Regions from separate parts of the Sus scrofa genome. Here region 2 is linked to region 1. The links are chromatin contacts, called in public HiChIP or PLAC-seq maps. All regions are on one chromosome and are shown on one strand. The core of a region is the stretch at or near the end of the contact, and the rest is flanking DNA. Distances in the headings are between cores, read along the strand shown.

Evidence for each region. HiChIP or PLAC-seq counts read pairs in DNA pulled down with a chosen protein or histone mark.
Region 2: a contact with region 1 is called in an H3K27ac HiChIP or PLAC-seq map of alveolar macrophages. The contact joins the promoter of CLEC7A here to the promoter of GABARAPL1 in region 1. A contact is called at or near these places in 6 of 47 Hi-C or Micro-C datasets (blood, embryonic fibroblasts, fetal liver and 3 more) and 2 of 2 datasets of contacts at active chromatin or transcription factors (alveolar macrophages and skeletal muscle).

What each region holds. Positions count from the first base shown.
Region 1 is chr5:61,763,199-61,769,669 of Sscrofa11.1, reverse strand. It overlaps GABARAPL1 (GABA(A) receptor-associated protein like 1), which reads left to right and starts at 2,243. Exons shown (of 4, transcript NM_001190287.1): 1 at 2,243-2,443. The coding sequence starts at 2,354.
Region 2 is chr5:61,830,031-61,836,501 of Sscrofa11.1, reverse strand. It overlaps CLEC7A (C-type lectin domain containing 7A), which reads right to left and starts at 3,475. Exons shown (of 4, transcript NM_001145866.1): 1 at 3,373-3,475. The coding sequence starts at 3,475.

The DNA.
Region 1 (6,471 bases), core at 994-3,493:
ATCCGAGCCACGTCTGCAACCTACGCCACAGCTCAAGGCAACGCTGGATCGTTAACCCACTAAGCAAGGGCAGGGACCGAACCCGCAACCTCATGGTTCCTAGTTGGATTCGTTAACCGCTGCGCCAGGACGGGAACTCCTGTTATGTTTTCTAAGAAGCCATCAGTTTGTCTTCCAAAGTGGGTGTACCATTTTCCATTCTCATCAGCAATGAAGGTATGTCCCTGAAATGTGAACTTTTCAATATAGTATTTTGTCCTTGGTTAAAAAGGGAATTTGGAAACATTTTTATCAGATTGAATGTTTTAATTTATAAAATTAACTTCTGTATAATATTTTAAGAGTTCTGCTACAAGGAAAGAAAACAAGCTTTGGGGGCTGACAGATTGGGCAGTGTTAAGATAAAGTGTTAGCATTTAGAAAAGCCTTAAGGCAGAAAGATCAACTTAAATTTCATTTCCAAATTATTGTCCATATATAAATTGACAGTGGTTAAATAAAAGTAAAAATCAGCTTTAAACTACCTATGATTGTTTTCAGTAGATTTGAGAGGAAAAAATATTCTTAAAAAATATTGATCTCCATGGTAATTATTTCTCTCAATTTGTTTTAAAGTACTCTTTTGAGACATTTAGCTATATTTGGGTCAAAGCTCAAATGATCTAAAACGTTCAATTTGAAAATAAGGATTAAATATTATAAATGTATTATGTGATAAAAGAATTCCTGGATTTTCATACAAAATAAGGTTTGAAAAATGCCGTGCTGCAGGGAAAAATAATTAGCATCAAAAAGTAAGGCCATGCCATTTTTCTTCCTTGTTTTAATAATGCAACCTAGTTTCTTTTACTTTGTGGGTTTGTTTTTAATTTTCATTATTAGTTTTTTTGGCCACACCCATGTCATGTGGAAGTTCCCCTGGCCAGGGATTGAACCTGTGCCACAGCAGTGACAATACTTGATCCTTAACTGCTAGGCCACCAGGGAACTCCCGTGGGTTTGTTTTTTTAAATCAGATACTGAGGCCTTGATTAGAGAAGACAGGTGAATAGGCCTGCTGTTGTCTAATATGCTTTTTTAGAACTTCCTAGACTTGTTTAGGGCAAAGCAGCTCTTCACTCTTCATCTCTTCCTCATTCTTTTTTACCCTTTACAATATCTGTTGCTCCTCCACTACAGATCCCTGGAATCACCGTCCTTACTAGAGGTTGGAAAGGCCTTTGTCTTTTGATTCTTTGCTGAGAAAGAGGGGGCTGGTCTTCCACCCGCCTTCAAGGAGCACTTTGTATTCACCTTAGGAGAGGAATACTCTCCTCCGGTGCACTTCTGCATTAGGAGGAAAAAAATGCTTGAGGATTGCTGGGTTAAACACTGGAATCGCTTTATATTTTATTTTCCCAAAAGACAGATCCAACTTCTGGCTTAATAGGAGAAAGCAAATCATTTCTATCTCTAAACTTGCTTAAAGCCCTTAGCAGTCGTGACTGACATCACTTCTCTGGACCTTGATGACACCTCGTGCCCTTCACCTTATAGAAATCCTCTTCAAATCCCTGAGTCACGCTCTGTTTATGTTGCTGCTCTAGGAACAAATTGCTGCAGGGACCCAAACAGGATGACGCCAGCGTGGTGAAGGAGGGGTCACCGTTCAGGGAGCCAGCCCAGCACCCAAGGTCAGGGGAGAGGGCCATCCAAAGGACGAAGGGCAAAATGCAAGCACCGGGCACTTGAGCGTTGGCCCGAGGTATCTCAGGACCTCTGTCTCTGCCTTTCCCAGACTTCAGATCCCAACAAGCTGAAAAAAACTGGATGTCGCCATCTGCATTTGTTTTGAGGGCCCAACCAAGAAACGGCCAAAGAGAGGGAAGAAGACATTTTTAGAACACTTTTTTGGTTTTAAAAACACACTTAACGTCACAGTTCCAATAAAATAAGAGGTGAAGATTGCTCTGTTTGCAAGCAACTCGATTTCGAGAACGTTAAGAGTGAAGGAGAAAACACTGAAACGGACCTAGCTCCTGCCCACCCCCAACCGCGGTCGCCAGAACCCTGGGGGCGGGCTGGGGGCGGGGCTTCGTGACGTCACAAGATACCCGCGCCGCCGTGTTGTTTTTGTGTTCCCAGCTGCCGGGAAAAGCCGCCGGGAATTCTTTACCTGGCCGTCCCCTACCTCTAGACGACCCGAAGCCCCTTCGGAAAGCTGTGCGGGGAGGCGTAGCGACCGGGGCTGGCCTTTCGGAAGCGGGTCTGAGGCACATTGCGGTTTGGCCGAGGGAATCAAGACGGGAGAGACGCGTTTGTCCGCGAGGGAGGCAGGCCCCGTCCGGGGATCTTAGAAACCCTGCGGTCCATCATGAAGTTCCAGTATAAGGAGGACCATCCCTTTGAGTATCGGAAAAAGGAAGGAGAAAAGATCCGGAAGAAATATCCGGACCGGGTCCCCGTGAGTGTGCTGGGGAGGGGGAGGGGGAGAGAGGCGGGGGGGGGGATGAGCCGGGGGCGGGGAAGTCGTGATGGCTATCCGAAGGCACAGAAGAAGGGTGATCCCTAAAATTACCTAACCTGAACGCCCTTCACTACGAGGAGAGCCAGTGGAATGAACATTGAGACTGCGGCCCGTTTAAAACCCATTTCCCCAGGGTCAGAACCCATCCTTGGAGCTGACCGCAGTTTTAGATTGGAACGTACGTTTGAGTGACTCAGCAGTATTCAGAGGATGTGTGGGTTGGGATGTCCTCAAAAAGGGACCCTTTTGTGCGAGAATGATGAGGTGGAGATCATCCGTTTGCTGCCTTTAAGACAGCATGGAAATTAAGGGAACACAGAGAGGATTTGCTGTCATCAGTTTCGGCCTTAGGTAGTTATCCGTTAATCAGGTGGACTTTGATCCTCATAGCATTGGGTTTGGGAAGGAAATGTTCCGAAGCCAGTGGATATTTTATTTTATTCTGTGAGGATTAGAAAAGGTGGGGGGGGGGGGCGTCGCAAGACAGGCCTGGCCCAGAAAACAAGGTCACGTTCTCTGCGCAGCAGCAGCCAGATTGCCTCATCATTCTTGGCTACGGGGTGTGTGGGGGCAGCCATCCTTCCTCCGGTATTTATTCTGAACACATTGTACCTGGTCACAGTAAGGAAGGGCTGAGACCTTTTTTTTCTTGGATTTTGGACGCTGGTTTATGTAATAGGAACTAGTGCAGGCAGTGAGGAGGAACAGAAGAAATATTAAGGTGTCGTTCTGCATCCGGGCGTTTTTCCCATCACCCCCTTCCACTGCCTCCTGCCTGGTTTTTCTCTAATGTGGGCTGCGCAGCCCAGTTGGAAGGCAGAAATCTTTAAAGTGGGGTAGAGGAAACTACCACCGTTGAGTTTTGGAGATGAGAAACCAGAGACTAGAGAAACTAGAAACTAGAGAGTGTGCTCTTTATCTGCGGGCAGGGAAATTAGGATAAATACTACGTATAATTTACACGTAAAGGAATTGCGATTTTCTGATTGTGAATGGTACTCCCGTCCTTTCCAATCCTCATTTAACTTTCATGTTCTTACAGCACCCACCAGCGACCTGGGCTTTATAAAGCTCTTGCAGTCCTTTTCCTATAAAGTAGAGGAGACGTTAGGGCCATTCCATTCCCCAGGAATTACATACAAAAGGGTTTTCAGCTAAAAAAAAAGAGCCAGCCTTATTACCCAGTAAAGGATCCTTCACAGGTTACTTTCCTGGTCTCTGAACCTTGAATGACTGCTTTGAAAATTTTCCCCCAAGAAAGGTGATACCCATGCTTGTCTTGAAAATGACAACTAACTTTTATTGCTAGCTTACCAGGTACCTGGGAGTATTCTCAGAGCTCTGTCTAATATTCATTCACTTAGTCCTCCCAGCATTATAACCCCATTCTGCAGGTGAAGGACCGAACCCAGAGAAATGAAGTCACCCCCTAAAAGGTCTCACAGGGCTGGTATGTGGCAGAGCTGGGAACCCCCACCCTGGCTGTTGGGCCTCCCATGCCATCTATTTTCTCAGTGTCTAATGCAGTTCTATTAAGCAGAATTATTTTAAATTCAAATACCTCACACTGTTAGGTATTGGAAATAGCAGAGTAAACTGTAGTTGCCCTTAAGAGTTCACAGATGGTGGTATGATGGTAGAAAAGCGTCCCAGTCAGCAGAACGGCTACCGTTTATTCAGAACTCTCTCAGTATAAAGCTCTGTTCCAGTGGTTCTGTGGAAGTCACAGACTCAGAATCATAGCTATTCCTAAATCAAGTTAAATTTTCCATATACTTCCTCAAAACAGCCGTTTCCATTTTAGTCATTTCCATGCATTCACCCAGAATATTTCAGCTAATCCCCCCAATTTTATTTTTTTCCGCTCATTGTCTGGTGTTAAGTGTTTTACCTCCGTGATAAAATGTAAGGTAACATGGCCATCGCGTAGATCTCATGATTCCTCCAGTTAGGTTTTAACCAGCCATCATCCTTCCAGCCCGTTCCTTAGATGTTCAGCCTCTGGCCCTCTTTCTAGTTGTGACACAAAAGGAGCTCTGCTCTGAGTTCTGGGATTTGGTGCTGGTTCTGAGCTGAAGCCTGAATCTGGCTGGCTGTGCCGAAGGATCCTGTTTACAGACAAGTGGGTTAGAGTAAATAATTTCTAAAGCCCTTTTCCGCCTGACCAGAGTGTTGTTAAAGCAGTCACGTACCCTGACTGCTCACGTGACTTGGGTTTAGCCTCTGCACATCTCTAGAGCTGCCATCCAGAAAAATCGGCATGCTTGTGCCTTGAGACAGAGGGTGTCATGGGATTTTGAAATTATCTTTATAGCGACAATGAAGTGAAAACCGGCAGTAAAGCAGGAAAATACTTGGGAGAGATGGTGTGCTTTTTTGAAAATTCATGCACAGTCCAGCCCTGTGGAGTATTAGCCACATCTCACAGATAGGAAAACAAGAGACCCAAACAGGCAAAGCATCTAGCCCAGGGCCCCTCGTTAGGGAGGAGCAGAGCTGGCATTCCTGGGAAATGTGGATATTTTATGGTAAATGAAAGCCTTAATGGTTCCCCCTCCCCTCCTGTTCCCTAAGATCCCACTGTCTCCTCCCATTGTCACAGTTGCACTTGGTTTTGTTGCTGTCTTTCTTGGCTCCCTTCTTGTGGTTTCCATCTCTGGTTGATTGGGGCTGGAGCTGCCAGGTCTCTGATTCCTGCCTGACACAAGGCTGTGCGCCCTCCCCCTTCGATTTTATTTACCTGCTTCCTCCTGTCCATCCTCCTCGTTGGACCTTCACTGGTGTCATGCCAATTCATGCTTTTCCTACTTTTTCTTTGAATTTCTCATTCACGTATTACTACTACAATTTTTATTTATTTATTTATTTATTTTTATTTTTTCTTCCAGTTTTACTAAGATACAGTTGACATATGGCAACTGTATAAGTTTAAAGTGTACAGCAAATGATTTGACTTACATACATCATGGAATGAGTATCACAGTAAGTTTAGTGAACATCCGTCCTCTCATATAGTTGCAAAATGAAAGATAAAAAAATTTTGATGAGAATTCTTAGGATTTACTCCAGCAATTTTCATAAAAGTGTTAATTATACATCAGTGTTAATTTGGCATACTGTGTATTATATCCCTAGTACTTATTTATCTAGTAACTGGAAGTTTATATACCCTTTGACCACCTTTATCACCTCACCCCATCTCCCCCCACTTCGCCTCTGGTAACCACAAATCTGATTTCCTTTGCTGTGGCTTTCTTTGTATATTTGTTTGTTTTTAAGGCGTAATTGACCTATAACACTGTTAAATCCTGTCACACAACGTAGTGGTATTTTTTCTATTCATTTCAAAGTGATCACCATCATAAATCTAGTTATGATATGTCACCATGTTACTTAGTTATCACCTATATTTCTCACACTATACATTTTGTACTTGTGACTCATTTAGTTTGGTACTGGATTTATTTTTGTTTTTAAGTGTGATTATCTCCTGGTCTTCCTAGTACAGGATTCTTTTTCTCTGCAAAAATGGATAGGTTTTTCACTATATTAATCTGTCCTCTTAAATTTAAAACCTTCGGATTTCTCCAGGTCAGCCCTTGTGTTTAAATCTTTGTAATGTACAAAGCTTTTTCACATAAAATTTAATGGATTATTCAAGTTCATTGTATCATGATTGTGTAAAAGATGTGTTTGAAGATTGTCATCTTCCTTTTACTTATTGAAATTCTGTAGCTCAGAGAGGTTAAGTGACCTGTTGAAGGTCACACAGCTACCAGAGATACTTGTCCAGTGCTTATTTCTGTTTCCTTAAATTTTCTGTACTTTCCATATCTTCTGTTTAGAATGAGTATATTTCCTAAATGAAAAATATAATCTATTACTTGTAATAGATTCAGATTAAATTATATATTATACATTTATATAATATAGAAATACTAAATATATTTTTATAATTTTAAAAT
Region 2 (6,471 bases), core at 2,226-4,725, 66 kb before region 1:
TACATTCTTAATTAGTGATAAAGAGATAATACATTGCTGATGGAGAGCTAAAGATAGACAAAAGATAGAGATAAAATAGATGGTAGATTAAATAGATAGAAAAAAGAAATAACTTCCATGAAGAAGGTATAATACAAAAGAGAAAAATGAAGCTGATAGAGAAGAAAGAGTGTGAGGGAGAAAGCAAGAGGCAAACGATATACAGTCAATTGGAGCCATGGTCAATTTGAAATAGTAATAAATCTTCTTTCTTTCATCTATCATTTAAAAATGAGAGCTCCAAGAGGAGTTCCCCAGTGGTGCAGCAGGTTAAGGATCTGGGGCTGTCCCTGTAGAGGCTCGGGTCACTGCTTGTGGTGCAGCTTTGATCCCTGGCCTGGGAATTTCCTCATGTAGCAGGTGCTTCCAAAAATAAATAAAAAAATAAAATATAAAAATGGGACCTTCTTGAGAACCCGCCTATAACACAGAATGTACTCAATAAACACCTAATTAAGAAATCTTTCATAAAGACTCTCTGAAGGCACAAAAATATGGACAATAGAATGGGTGAGATATAAAATCTAGGTAAATTTATTTCTCCATCAAAAGATATCCACTTAGTACTTGGTAAGTGCTGCAAGTATTTCCTGGTATTATCCAAAAAAAAAAAAAATTCAGATTAAAGGACCAGGTACAAAACACTTTCTTTAAATCATGAGATATAAAAATGTCTTATAGTCTTTTTAAAGAATTTATTTCATTAGGAAGATAAGCACTAATTGTACTTCCTTCTTCACCTCCGCTGGTTTCCTCTCATTCATTTACCCTAGGAATTCCACAGCTTTGAAACCAGCTATTCAAGAAGGTAGTAGATCACTGCAGTTAAAAGTATGAGTTTTTTAGACATACTGCCTAAACATCCAATCACGTTCCTACCATTAACTGGTTTATGATGCCAGGACTAAAATAAGAACTAATAGCACTAATTCAATAAGGTCAATATGCAGATTAAATAAGATTATGTTACACTCTTAAAAGAGTGCCTAGATCATTACACATTTTTAATTAAATATCTGCCATTGCTCATCTCCTCCAGTACTCACCCATGGTACCCAGGACCACAGCTATCACCAACATTAACAAGCATAAAATTCCCAAAGTCACAGTAATGGGTCGCCAATAAGGGGATGCAGCACAAGGTCCTGAGGAGCCAAAGAGAGCAGAAATTGAGTAAAGTAACTGGATAATGGATCATGGAACATTTCAGTTCTCTAGTTCATCAAAATCTGATCCCCGAAATATCTACTCATCTGGAATAATCTGAATTTTTCTCCCCTTTTAGCAATACCTCTTCATGTTTCTGAAACTGTAACTTGAGTGCAGTGCCTTGGTATTTGTGCACTCTAAATTTCAGCTCCACATTGATGTTTATATGTCTTACACTATCAGGATTCCTGAAAGCATACTCCTTCTTGAGACAGCTTCATGGAGCAGAAATAGCACTGGTTTCTAAGAGTAATCTTCCCCTTTCTCTTATTTGTTGCATGCTCTTGGGAAAATTATGCCCTCTGGTTTTTGTTTTTGTTTTTTTTCAATTCTCTTTGTGAAAAGTGAGGGTACTAATACATCAAAATGTTATTATGAAAATTAAATAAGTTAACACACATAAAGGCACCTAGACTACTAGCACAGTCTAGATAACCCACCGTTTAACCACACATACATGTAAACACACACATACCTCCCTATCTTTTGCATAGTTTTTCCACTCTCCCCCAACAGGTTGCCCAAGGAAAGAATTGCACAAGCGATGAGAGGAAAATAATTGTGCAATATGAATGAGCAGAAAGCAGAAGGGAGCAAATTCTGACGTCAAAACCTGTGAATAAACTCTCCCTTGATAACAAGAAATTCATTTTCTATTAATACCCCTACACCAAGATTGAGAATAGGCATTAAGAGCATTTCAGAGAATTTTCAAATAGGAGAATTACAGGGGAGATTAAATGGCTCATTCAATGAAGAGAGAGGTCTCTGCCGGCCTACACCACAGCCACAGAAACGTAGGATCTGAGCTGCCTCTGTGACCTACACCACAGCTTAGGGCAACGCCGGATCCTTAACCCACTGAGCGAAGCCAGGGATCAAACCCGCATCCTCGTGGATCCTAGTCAGGTTTGTTAACGCTAAGCCACAAAGGGAACTCCTAAAGAGACCAATGCCCTTGTCCAGGTTTCACTTCTTTTACATTTGGTTTAAGACTCGTGTCCTGATAATGGGATATTTTTATCTAACACATATATTTCTTCACTGACATACAAAAACTCCCTTTACAAAAAATAAAAAAAAAGAATATCAAATCAACCTCATTATCACACATACAAAAAATTCAGATTTGGGCTTCTAAGCCCTAAGACTTCTGACTTCTTTGGCCTTTTCCACAAAATCACAAGTTGTTTTTTCCATCTTTTCATTCTTCTCCTGATCTCCAGTATCTTGATGTTGTTCATATCCACTGCTTTGCCTTTCTTTTTTATTTTTGTCTTTTTTAGGGCCACACCCGAGGCATATGGAGGTTTCCAGGTTGGGGGTCAAATGGGAGCTGTAGCCACTAGCCCACACCACAGCCATAGCCACGCCAGATCTGAGCATCATCCGTGACCTACACCACAGCTCACGACAACACCTGATCTTTAACCCAGTGAACAAGGCCAGGGATCGAACCTGCGTCCTCATGGGTGCTAGTCAGATCTGTTTCTGCTGAGCCACGACAGGAATCCCTGCTTTACCTTTCCTTAAATCCCATGCTACAATTTACTCATTTCTATCAAGTAGGTCACTCCTGTCAAAATTCTTTCATCTTTGCATTTCACCTCACTTAGTACAACTTCTTACTTTGGAAGTGCCCATCTCTAGAGAATAGAGAAATTGTAGGTATTTTTCATCATCATAATAATTAACTTAAATAAATTTGACACTTGAACATCACTGGGGTTAAGGGCATCTACCCTCCCACAGTCGAAAAAATTCCTCTATAACTTATGGTGGACCCTCAGTATTTGACGTTCTCCATATCTACATTCAGCTTCCACAGATTCAGTCAACTTCAGATGGTGTAGCACTGTAGTATTTATGATTAAAAAACCTCCATATATAAGTGGACCTGTGCAGTTCAAACCCCTGTTGCTCAAGGGTCAACTGTACTAATGATTGGTCACTGAATGGTTGCTGAGAGAAAAGGCTTCGTGCACATTCAAAGAATCTTCAGCGATTTCTGAAAATCAACATATAGTAATAAAAGCCCAACAAATCACGTCTCGCCTCTCTTTTCCACTTCCAATTTCAGTTGATGAGATTGACAATGTTGAAATCAGAAAGAAAAAAAAATACCTTTCTCGGAGACCACAGATCTCCTGGTGAGGTTGTGAGAGCTGAAGTCTAACTGAGTGTATCCATCTTCATCCACATTTTCTAAAGGAGACTGGTATTCCATGGTTCAAGTGAGTTTCTAAACTGACACAGCATTTGCGAGCTCATCCCTCTCTTCTCCTAAGACAAGTGCCTCTAGACAAAAGAGGATCTAGGAGTCAAATCATGTGGGATTGGTTTACTAAGCATTAACAAGTAGTCCGACCAGCTACCCAAAAGCAGGAAATGAAAACTAGGCTGTGGTAACTTCCCATTGGTACCTTCAGATCCTGTTTCTGAGACTGATGTCACATAAAAAATGAAAAGGTAGCACACGAGATAGATCTTTGTTTCAGGCCAAATGTAAGACAAATGACACCATTCATGTCTTGGGCTGCTTTCATCAGTCTCACAACTGAATTGGACATCATCAGTTGACTTGGCCTAGGTAAACTTAAAATAATTTTGATACCTTGAATTCACCAATACTTTGCTAGACCTATACATTCATTCATTTACTCATGTACTCACGCTTCTAGTAAACACTTAGCAAATATCCATCTTTTCATCTGGCCAGAGCTGGGATTAGAAGAACAAAATGATTACCTGTGAAGAATCTCACTGACTAACAGAAGAACCCAGAGACAGTAGCTATAGGAAGGATGCCATTAGAAGGTACACTGTAACACATCTCTTTGGGATTTGTCAGGGTTGATAATACAAAGTAGTACATTATTTATTCAACAATGACTATGAGCTAAGTACTACCCATCTACATGTTCTCTCATACAATCTCAGTTTTCCAACAAGTCTGTGAGCTAGACACTACTGGTCCTATTTCTTTTAGTCCTATGTATTATTTTTCATATAATTTTCCATTATTATTTATACAAGATTTATACGCACCCATGGGTATATAGAAGTTCCCATGCTGGGGTCAAATTGGAGCTACACCTGCCAGCCTCCCCCACGGCCACAGCAACACAAAATCTGAGCCACGTCTGTGACCTGCATCATAGCTCATGGCAAAGCTGGATCCCAGACCACTGAGCAAGGCCAGGGATCAAACCTGCATCCTCATGGATATTGGTCAGATTCATTTCTGCTGTGCCACCACAGGAATTCCCACAAAACATTGAATATAGTTCCCTGTGTCATAGTGTAGGACCTTGTTGTTTAGTCCTATTTTCAAATGACAAAAATGAGACATAGAAATTTTATCCACTTGCTCAATTTTAAGAAACTACTAAAAATATTGCAAGGAATGAAACCAAAGTCTACTCTTACTGCTAAACCCATGACCTCTTCTGTTATGCTACCATTCCATACGCTTACATGGCAAGTAACAGCTTATAGAGAATTCTGGGACTGAATATTATATTAAATACTTGATGTTTCCTCTTTTCCGATTTCCATAGTAATTCCCAAATTAATGAGATATGGAAAACACTTATCATTGCTGGAAACTAGAGGTACTCAACCCATTCACAAGATTTTGAAGCAAACAGAGTGAAGGAGATATCTGGCAGTTGTCGAAGACAAAAAACCCTAGGCCCTCATTAAAGCAGCAAGGACAGATTTTGTTCAGTTATATGATTACAACAGAAAAGAAGGCCCCAAATAAACTGAACTCGACTTCCCCAAAAGAGGAGACTAGAGACTTTTTAAAGACTGGGGTGTGCTAAGGGAAAGGTACTGAGTGGTCTTGAGAGGGTTAATCCATGTGATAAGACCATCTAGATTTATTAATTGATCTTTTTTCCAAAAGAGAAACAAACTTCTCCATTTTTTTTTTTTTTTTTTTTGTCTTTTGTCTTTTTGTCTTTTGTTGTTGTTGCTATTTCTTGGGCCGCTCCCGCGGCATATGGAGGTTCCCAGGCTAGGGGTCCAATCGGAGCTGTAGCCACCGGCCTACGCCAGAGCCACAGCAACGCAGGATCCGAGCCGCGTCTGCAACCCACACCACAGCTCACGGCAACGCCGGATAGTTAACCCACTGAACAAGGGCAGGGATCGAACCCGCAACCTCATGGTTCCTAGTCGGATTCGTTAACCACTGCGCCACGACAGGAACTCCTCTCCATCTTTTTTGATGGGAGACAGTGGTGCATGTTGAAGCAAAGTGGTGCCCCCACTGACGTTAGAGGGCCAATTACATCCCTAACTCCCTAAATGTTTGCATTCAGAGATGTCTTTCCGGACCTTGATGAAAGTTTTAGGCGGTCAATTTACATCTCAAAGGGCAGAGAGAGGATTTTAGTTGCAGGCTTCCGAAGTAATTGCTCTAAGAGAAGATTCAGAGGCTTATCTGTCTATCTCCAAGTTTCCTCTGGAACAACCAATAAATTCTCCTGGAAGCTCTGAGCTTTCTCAGGCAGGCATTTTTAAGAGGGTCTAGGGTCACCCCAGGGACATAGCCTTAAACTGCAAGATTCTGTTACAGTTTGTTAAATCTCTTAGTGCAGAAGTTTGGATGGAGTTGTTCTGTGCCAGGGGTTCTGTGGTTCTCGCAAATACCTATCAACATGGAAGGGACTTCAGTAGGAAAAAAATTTCTCCCTTTTACCTAGCTGGCTGCAAAAATTTTCCAACTTTTCATAGACATGTTGCAAAGTGGTGGTATGGATCTAATCTTAATCTCTATCAGTCTTCTAGTTCCATAATGCAACCCTTGGAAAAGCAGAGGATAGCTGGAAGCAGGGGATTGTCCTCAGTTAATAAATTAGCTCAAGGAAGAAAGCCCCATGGACTAAATAGAACTAGAGAATAGTAAACAGAGGAGCACTTTCCAGGCGGTAACAAAAAGCTTTTTACTGCCAATTCAGACCCCACCCCCACAGTGGGAGAATCTTCATGCAATAATTTTGTTTTTTTTACTTTTTAGGGCCATACCCTTGGCATATAGAGGTTCCCAGGCTGGTGGTTGAATTGGATCTGCAGCCTATAGGCTACAGTGCAGCCACAGCAATGCCAGATCTGAGCCGTGTCTACGACCTACACCACAGCTCACAGCAACGCTTGATTCTTAACCCACTGAGCAGGACCAGGGATTGAACCTGCATCTTTATGGATACTAATCAG